3 separate regions of the Mus musculus genome follow, and regions 1 and 3 are each linked to region 2. The links are chromatin contacts, called in public ChIA-PET and Hi-C maps. All regions are on one chromosome and are shown on one strand. The core of a region is the stretch at or near the end of the contact, and the rest is flanking DNA. Distances in the headings are between cores, read along the strand shown.

Region 1 (2,700 bases), core at 159-2,658, 67 kb before region 2:
CCATTTGTGAAAGCCCTAGGTAATCAGGCAGTAGAGTTCGCCCCTCCCCCAAGGTCCTGGCGACTCTGCAGCCCAGCCCAGGGCTGCTTTCCTCCGCCTCAGGTTTCCCGGGTTCTGCTTCTGCAGTGTCCCAGCAAGGAGGGCTGATCAAATGTTTCTGCCTACACCTGCGGACCCGGCCTCCAGTCTCCCGCAGCTTGCAAAAGAAAAAACATTAGAGCTGCTGTCTGGTGTCTGCTACTGCTCAGGGGAGCGCCCAAGAAGCAGGGGGGCGCTTAATTTGGTTCTGCAAGAAGCTGTTGCTTTGCAGCCCAAGTCGAAACTGACAGGTCCCCTGGTTACCTGAGACGGTCCTGTAGAGTCATAATGACAGTGATAATAACAGCAGGGAACTGGGTGTTCATTTTTTTCTCTCCTCTACAAGTCACAAAGCAAGAAAATAGCTTTGTGGCCTTCGCTTTTATTTTAGTGTTTCTGAGTAAAACAAGAGAGGGTGGGTACTAGAAAATGCTGTTTTTGTTGTGCCAAAGAGGATCTCTCTCTCTCTCTCTCTCTCTCTCTCTCTCTCTCTCTCTCTCTCTCTCTCTCTCTCTCTCCCTCCCTCTCTCCCTCCCTTCCTCCCTCCCTCCCTCCCCCCCCCCCTCCGCTAAAGAAGAAAAGTTTACTAGTCTAGCCAGATTCCCCTGTCCCTATATCTGGAGACATCTTTCAACTTGGCCAAGATCCCTTCCCTTGGAGCTCAGGATCTGCTCTTCCCTCCGAGCTCAGGATGAGGGACGGCAACCTGTCCTACAATGTTTGGTAGACTACGGGTTAACTCTTCAAGAAGACAGCCACCTGCCAGATCGAAACTCACACCCTTCTCCGGAAGCCCCTGGCAGAAAGGCCACCGGCAGGACCAGGAGGGCGCTGGACTGTGCTCCCTAGGGAGGGTCTCAAGTCCCAGAGGGACCTGCGTCCTGACACTTGAGATCTCCTCATCTCCAGCCCGGGAGGAGGCCCGCGAATGCCGACCTACCTTCACGAAGAGCTCGATCTCGGGGTCCCTGTCGTCCCCATTAGTTGTCGCTGAGTCCGTCATGCCGTTGGCGCCCCGGACCACGGTCCCGGGCCGGAGAGGCGCCACCTCTGCAGCACTTCAGGCTCCTGCTCACAGCGGGGGCCTCTCTTTTGCACGGTGTTTAATGTTTTCTTTTTTTAAGACTACCAGTTTCTCATCAATTTCTCCAAGCAAGGACAGCGATGCCTGAGAGATCAGAGTCCCAGGTGTCACGCGGAAAGAGAGGACTCCAAGAGCCAGCAGGGGGCTAAAAGGAAAAGCGAGCTAAGGGATTGACAACAGGTCCCAAGAGCAACAAGTGCCTGACTGCTGGGAGGTGTCACAGGATCCGAGACTGTCAGCGATCCCGCGCCGCTGCCGCGGGTGCGCCCAAAATAGACCACGGCCGCGGGGCGGGGTCAGTCCGGGCGGGGACTGGAGGGAGGGGGACACCCTGGGAACTCAGCATTCGTTGGGCCCAGTCACATAGGAGACCCCTCAGTGTACGAGCTCAGACAGAGCTAAGAATGTTCTGAAGGTCATGAGGGACAGAAAGAGTGGTGTACAGAAGATGATTTTCAAGGTTTGTTTTTTTTTTTTATTTTTAAATTTTTGTTTTTTAATGAAGAGGTTCAGTTAGTCCATCAAAATCACGCACTTACAATAGCGTGGAGCGAAGAAAAGATCCTGAATTCGCTGAGCTTGCCATTTTTGCTCTGTGCAAGTGGAGAGGGAGTGGGCCAGGAGCAGGGGAGAGGCTGAGGGGTGAGCCAACCAGTAAGGTGCTGGAGTCAGAGATCTGCAGCTTTCAACTTTGTGGGGTTTTCATTCCCTTGCTTGGTTTTATTCTCCTCTGCTTTCTTATTCTCTCTCTCTCCCTCCTCCCTGTCTCCCCTCACCTCCTTCTCCTCTTCCTGGTCCTGCTCCTCCTTCTCTCTCTGCCTCTGTCTCTGATTCTGTCTCTGATTCTGTCTCTGATTCTGTCTCTGATTCTGTCTCTGTCTCTGTCTCTCTCTCTCTCTCTCAGAGAGAGAGAGACAGAGACAGAGAGAGAGAGAGAGAGAGAGAGAGAGAGAGAGAGAGAGAGAGAATTCTATAGCATAGGCTGGCTTTGGCCTTAAACTCACTATGTAACTGAGACTGGTTTGGAATTCCTCATTCTCCTATCTCAAAACCTTCTAAGTGCTGCTTACAGGTGTAGGTCACCACATCCAGCTTTCTCTTTCTCTTTCTCTTTCTCTTTCTCTTTCTCTTTCTCTTTCTCTTTCTCTTTCTCTTTCTCTTTCTCTTTCTCTTTCTCTTTCTCTTTCTCTTCCTCTTCCTCTTCCTCTTTCTTTCTCTTTCTCTTTCTCTTCCTCTTCCTCTTTCCCTTTCTTCCTTTCTTTCCTTCTTTCTTTCAGAACTATGATACAGATATACTGTGCTCACATCCTGTAAGCATAGCTCAATGTATTTTCACCAGCTGCTACCAGCACTAGATGAAGGAATAAAATATTGACTTCTTGCTCTTTTTTTTTTCTTCTGCTTTTCCACTCACCCAAGGTAACCATGACTCAGACTTGAAATAGTCTAAAGTGAGAGTTAGGGTTGGTAGGTTGAAGCTACTAACGCTGGTTTCTTTCAACCATAATGGCATTGGACACATTTCCCATAGATATAGA
Region 2 (2,700 bases), core at 128-2,627:
CTTAGGATAAGATCTCTCTGGCAGACATTATTCTAGCCTTATACTTACGTCCAGAATTCCTCTGGGTGGATCCACATTACCTCCTAGGCAGTATCAGTATCATGTGCTTAGGGCAAATGCCAGTTCCTTCTGGAAAAAGCTTTATGTTTGATATTTCAGAGGTAGTAGCACTGAAGGAGTCAAACAAAAAACAAAAACAGAATTATGCCAGTATTCCTTATTCCAAGTCTGGGAGGAGGGAGGAACCACGGCCTTTGGAAGGACTGTTGTTAGAAGGTCTCCGCAGCTTGTCCAGGGAATGCAAGGTGCTCTCCTGTTTCTGGGCTCTTGCCCCACCTGGCCCCGAGCTGTAGGAACATCAGACTAGGCCATTAAAGTACAGGGGAGCAGGAGTGAGCCTGTGCCTGCCCCGAGGGTTACACACTAATTGAGAACAGAGTCCATATTGTTCTTTCTTTGCTGAGCAGGGCCCACTGCCAGTGCAGAGCCACCAAGCTCAGAGATGCCCCGCTGGGAAGATGCCTCCAGGACCCAGCTAACTAGGTGTGGGAGGGAGCACCAGCAACTGGTGGCTCTCTTTCCTGGTCGAAAGGTCAGGAGGTGAGAGCAAAGAATGTGGTTAAACTGTGGTTAGAAACGTCAAACTTCCTAGACAGGTTCCACCACAAGATTTCAATTTGAGAGGTTGAAACCTAATAAAAGTTGGGCTAGCTCAAAGATCAAACTCGGGAAAGATGCGCAATTTATCCTCGCTACAGGTATAATGCTTGGGGCAAGGCAGTCACCTGGCTGTTCTCAAAGCTTTGGAGGAACAATCGGGACGTCACAATTTCCTGGAGTAAAGCGACCGCGGCAGGAAGCCAGAACTTTCTAGAAAGATTATCACTGCACACTGACATGTGCACAGGCAGTGGTTTCTTCTGTGTTCACAGGGGGGAAAAGGAGTCAATGCATACTTTTTAGAAAAACACAGGTGAGAGGATTGTGGGAAATTTTTACTTTCATTTCTGTGAAGTTCTAGAGTATGCAAAGGCTGTGAACATCTTTAAAACTCAGGGTGGGGGGATGGATTATGGGGGCTGTGGATGTCCACTGGCCATGTGGCTGGCGTTTGCTGTGTGCTCAAGTGCTGGAGAGTGGGACTCACTGATGGGCATATTTCCTCATTGACATGAAGGGCAGAACAGATCGTCCTGGTGGTCTAAAAGCCTGCCCTAAAGAGGAGGGCCGGCACTCTCTTTAACCGCTCTGGTGAGTTGCCGCCCAGCTCCTCACCTTGGTATGGTGTGATTTAGGCCATGGTCTTAGATCTGCATACACGCTAGGCAGATATTTGCCATGACAATGTGCTTCTGTTTGCTACCCGCCTCAACCCTTGCTTTGTCTGCCTTGCAATCTTTGCCTTCTTTCTGACTTCAGTTGCTGAGGTCAGAGCTGTGACACGTGGAAACGTCAAGTGGCTAGGGAAAAAGCAAAACAGAACCAAACGTAAACCAAATGAGAAATCTGTAGGCATATATTTTTGCAACCTACTTCAATAAGGGTTCAACCTCTCCTCTCGCCCACCGCCCAGCAGAGGTAATGGAAGAGAAACGTTATTAGGATATGGGGGAAGTGGGCCTGTTCATAAGAGTTCTTTGGGGGTGAGGTTGAGCTTCTTTGGCAGCAGTTTGGTCCTGTAGCAAACACCAAATACAACTCAGCAGTTGCAGACCAGTCCTCTAGGCAAGCAGATACCAAATGCGAACTGGCAGCTACAGTCCAGTCCTTCCAGCAAGCAGACACCAGGCAGCTGTAGTTCAATCCTGGAGAAATTATTGCCAGGCTCGCCAACCAGCCTGCAACCAGGCCACAGTAGAAGGAACCTCGAGAAGTGGCGAGCTGCCGCACCACACACACAGACACACACACACAGACACAGACACACACACACACACACACACACACACAGGATGGCGTGCACATTTCCATTCTCTAAGGGGACTGACAGAAACTTCAAGAGGCTAATATGCCTATAGTCACATAACTAGTTTTAGCAGAATCCATAATTAAGATTTTTAAAACAAACAAGCAAATAAACAAACAAAACATGGCCTCTATATGTTTTTTCCTGGAAGCCTTTGCACATAAACAGTTTTTTAGCTTGGTCTACCTTACCTTTAAACAACTGTTATACATTGTATACTTGTAAATTTGGTTCTACGTATTGAAAATTGCTGCTTTAAAAACATCTGAAATCCTTAACAGTTTACCAAGATGATTTCTGCTAATATAGAGATTTAATGAATATGGCAAAATGCAAGTGAGACCCACAAAGCTACATATGGAGAAAAACTGATGATGGGATGAAGGCCAAAGTTCTCAAGCAAAAATGAGGAAGAGGCTGTTTGTCAAGGATGATGGTATACAGCAGCAAACTGGGAAGAAAATACTCAGATAAGAAGACATGGGACATCAGCCAAGAAAGCAAAGAGATCTCAAAGCAATTGACAGCTGCTGGGCTAAAGGGAGAGTTGGAAAAGGAAATGAAGCATGGATATGATCATATATCTTTGTATACATGTAAAACATTCTTGAGAATAAGGAAAAAACTGAAGCCAATTATGCCTAGTACATAGCACTAGAACAAAGTAGCTGAGCCACAGTAAGTGAATTTTCAATTGCAAAACTGTCTGGCTTCCCAGTAGAGACTAGACAGTG
Region 3 (2,700 bases), core at 193-2,692, 67 kb after region 2:
CGATTGGCCAAGTAGTTGGTAGTTTAATGAAAGCTTCCTCTGTCCTAGCCATGTCCCTGAAGAGCCACGTGATTTAGCAACACTGAGTTCATTGAATGACCTATTTTACCCAGATAATCGGAACTGAAGCATTATATTATATTAATTATGGAGCATTATAAAGCAGAATATAACACAAAAGGTAAATTTCGTGAATCAGAAAATCCTTTGTGAGAATAAGTGCAGGTGTGACCGTTTTGTCCTTATCTATGGGGGCATTTTCTATAATATCTTAATTAGGTTTAAAATTTTAGTTGTATTCAATAACAAGTATTAAAACACAAATAATGCCATGTTCAAAGTAGCTTTAAAAATCAGATTATTATTTTAAGATTTTTTCTTTATATTATGTCTATACGTGGACCAAGGGTACGTGTGCCTGAGTGCAGGAGGTGTCAGAGGCCAGGAGAGGGCATCAGATCCTTTTGAGGTAGAGTAAAAGGTGTTTATAAGCTGCCTGATGTGTCTACAGTGAACCAAGCTTTGGTCCTCTCTTAAAGCAGTCTGTGCTACGAACTGTTCAGTCATCTCTCCAGCCCCTAATGACATTGTTTTAAAATTTCATTTAAAATCAGTTAAGAACCTACAGTAGATAGGTCATGGGCCTAGGGGAAAACCTACTCTTTTCATTCTGCTAAAAAAGCATAGCATTGACGTGACCCCTAGTGATATATTGATATGCCCATAGAGCTGTGTATTCAGTCATCATCAGAGATGCTCCTTGCAGTAGATGGGAACTAACACAGAGACCCACAACTTCAGACCACCCAGTCCTAAATGGGATGTCTTCATCAAACCCCTTCCCTCAGGGCTCAGGCATCTGTGTGAAAGAGGAGGCAGAAAGATTGTAAGAGCCACTGTTGATGGATGACTCTAAGGAAACAGTGTCTTCCAGATACAACAGGACAGATGCACATATGAACTCACAGAGGCTGTGATAGCATGCATGGGGCCATGTGTGGGTTCATGCCACATGGAGTCTCAGCACTGAGAGGGACAAGTGGACACGGGGCCCAACTCCTAACCAAGACTCTATTTGCAACTGATACTTGCCGGCAAAGGGAAAATGGGTTTTCTCCAAGTGGAATGTCACTGCGTATATCAACCACGCTCTGGGGCTATCATTTTATAGTGTTTTGTTTTATGTAGGAAGGAAGGGAGGGAAAGAAGAAGAGAAGGAGAGAAAAAGAGAGAGGGAGGGAAGTTAAGTGGGTAGGGACCTGGGAGGAATTGGGAGAGGAGAAATACAATAAAAAATAACCTATAAGTTTTTTTTTTAAATTAAAAGTTCCTTTAAAAAAATCAATCAAAGAGAGATAGCGCCACATTTAATTATGTCAGGAGCAGCACATGCCACCAAGCCACAGCTGTGAGCCTTTTTTCTATTCTTACATCCTGGCTTGTCTACCTAAGCTTGGCTGACACAAGCTGGAGGCACCCACTCTTTTGTTGGGGAGTCAGTACATCCTCGTCCCTGGCACCTGTGGATGATACTATATGTGGGAAACGTGTAAAGGCACTATCTGAGGCTGTGGACACTAGAGAGACATACTCTACAAGAGGGAGCCAAAGAGAAACTTGGCTGCAGAAGAGGAAAAGGTAGTATGGCCACAGATACGGAACAGAAACTGATGTGGAGGGACGCTAAGCAATGCCAGTGGCCACAGAAACCACAAGAGACATAGAATGCCTTCCCCCCCAGGCACACTGGAGGAAGTCTGACCCTGGTGATGCCTTGCTATTGACCCCGTGACACTGACTTTGGACCTCAGTCTGTTCAACTTGTGAAAAAAATCAAGTCCTGGTGTTTTGCACCACTGTGATCATTGTTAGAGCTTGGAGCTAATACAGAGAATGAAAGTGAGACTTCTTTGCCAGCCTCCTTTAAAAGAGAGAAATCTCAGAAGTCCCATTGCCGATCCCTACCTCATACCTCCCAGTTTCCTGCCCAGATCCTATTAAAAAGCCTCTTGTTTCCTGGATGCTTAGAAATATGTGTCTGATATAAAGCTCTGCTAGCAAATAGAAACAATGTTGAGAAAAGGCACCTAACAGGGTCTGTCATAGTTAGTATAGGGGAACAGTTGGCATTGAAGCAAAATGCACCAGCTAAATGCCAAGGTCAAGCTGCTGCAGTGTGAGGGACTGGAGAGTTTACTAAGGTCCTCGAGAAAACTCTTTCATAAGCACCCAGTACTAGGCATGCTTTCTTACCTCACAAGCCATTGTGTTCTATGTTCTGTGACAAAGCAAACACAAACACTTTCTATGTGATAGGCACCTCTCAGGGATGAGGTCTCACTTTCTCATGGCTTGGATGACCTGTCAAGTCATCAGGCATGCAAGTGAAATCTTCCGTAGAGGCTGGTGAGCTTTCCTGGTAACTTTCAGCTAAAGATTCTGCCTTCCAGTTCTTTGTTCTGCCTTCTAAAATGCTGTCCACCACAAGGCAGATGTCTTCTCAGCGTCCACTTCTGTGTAACTTCAGACAGCTGACGCTAAGCATGGAGGTGTGTGCCTATAGTTCCAGCTACTCAGGAGTCTGAGGTGGGAGGTTTGCTTATCCTAGGAGTTCAAGGCCACCCTGTGCAGTACAGCAAGATCCTGCATAAAAAGCAATGTAGGCTGAGTCGGTAAATATATACTTCAAAAGTGAGTTCT

The links. Hi-C and Micro-C count contacts between places; a contact is called where the count stands out from the background. ChIA-PET counts read pairs in DNA pulled down with a chosen protein or histone mark.
Region 1: an RNA polymerase II ChIA-PET map of effector CD8 T cells shows a contact between it and region 2, with 23 read pairs. The contact joins the promoter of Clic5 here to the enhancer-like site in region 2. A contact is called at or near these places in 1 of 484 Hi-C or Micro-C datasets (nephron progenitors), 2 of 115 datasets of contacts at active chromatin or transcription factors (effector CD8 T cells and memory CD8 T cells) and 1 of 9 other capture datasets (adipose tissue).
Region 3: a contact with region 2 is called in a Hi-C map of bone marrow-derived dendritic cells, with 3 times the contacts expected there. The contact joins two enhancer-like sites. A contact is called at or near these places in 33 of 484 Hi-C or Micro-C datasets (the 3T3-L1 cell line, B cells, the C2C12 cell line and 19 more), 1 of 115 datasets of contacts at active chromatin or transcription factors (bone marrow-derived dendritic cells) and 3 of 9 other capture datasets (adipose tissue, liver and pancreatic islet).

The regions. Positions count from the first base shown.
Region 1 is chr17:44,187,280-44,189,979 of GRCm38.p6, reverse strand. It overlaps Clic5 (chloride intracellular channel 5), which reads right to left and starts at 1,408. Exons shown (of 6, transcript NM_172621.2): 1 at 1,019-1,408. The coding sequence starts at 1,081.
Region 2 is chr17:44,119,753-44,122,452 of GRCm38.p6, reverse strand. It overlaps Gm34917 (predicted gene, 34917), which reads right to left. Exons shown (of 4, transcript NR_167720.1): 2 at 1,276-1,460; 3 at 49-170. Among named protein-coding and RNA genes, the nearest start is that of Enpp4, 15 kb to the right of the region's middle. Within about 2 kb of position 1,377, at least 58 of the 459 cell types and tissues checked have an H3K27ac peak or open chromatin away from gene starts, as enhancers often do. A contact at or near this core is called in effector CD8 T cells and memory CD8 T cells, where this site is marked.
Region 3 is chr17:44,052,638-44,055,337 of GRCm38.p6, reverse strand. It overlaps Gm34857 (a long non-coding RNA gene), which reads right to left. Exons shown (of 4, transcript XR_876801.2): 3 at 2,254-2,700. Among named protein-coding and RNA genes, the nearest start is that of Gm34857, 10 kb to the right of the region's middle. Within about 2 kb of position 1,442, at least 35 of the 459 cell types and tissues checked have an H3K27ac peak or open chromatin away from gene starts, as enhancers often do.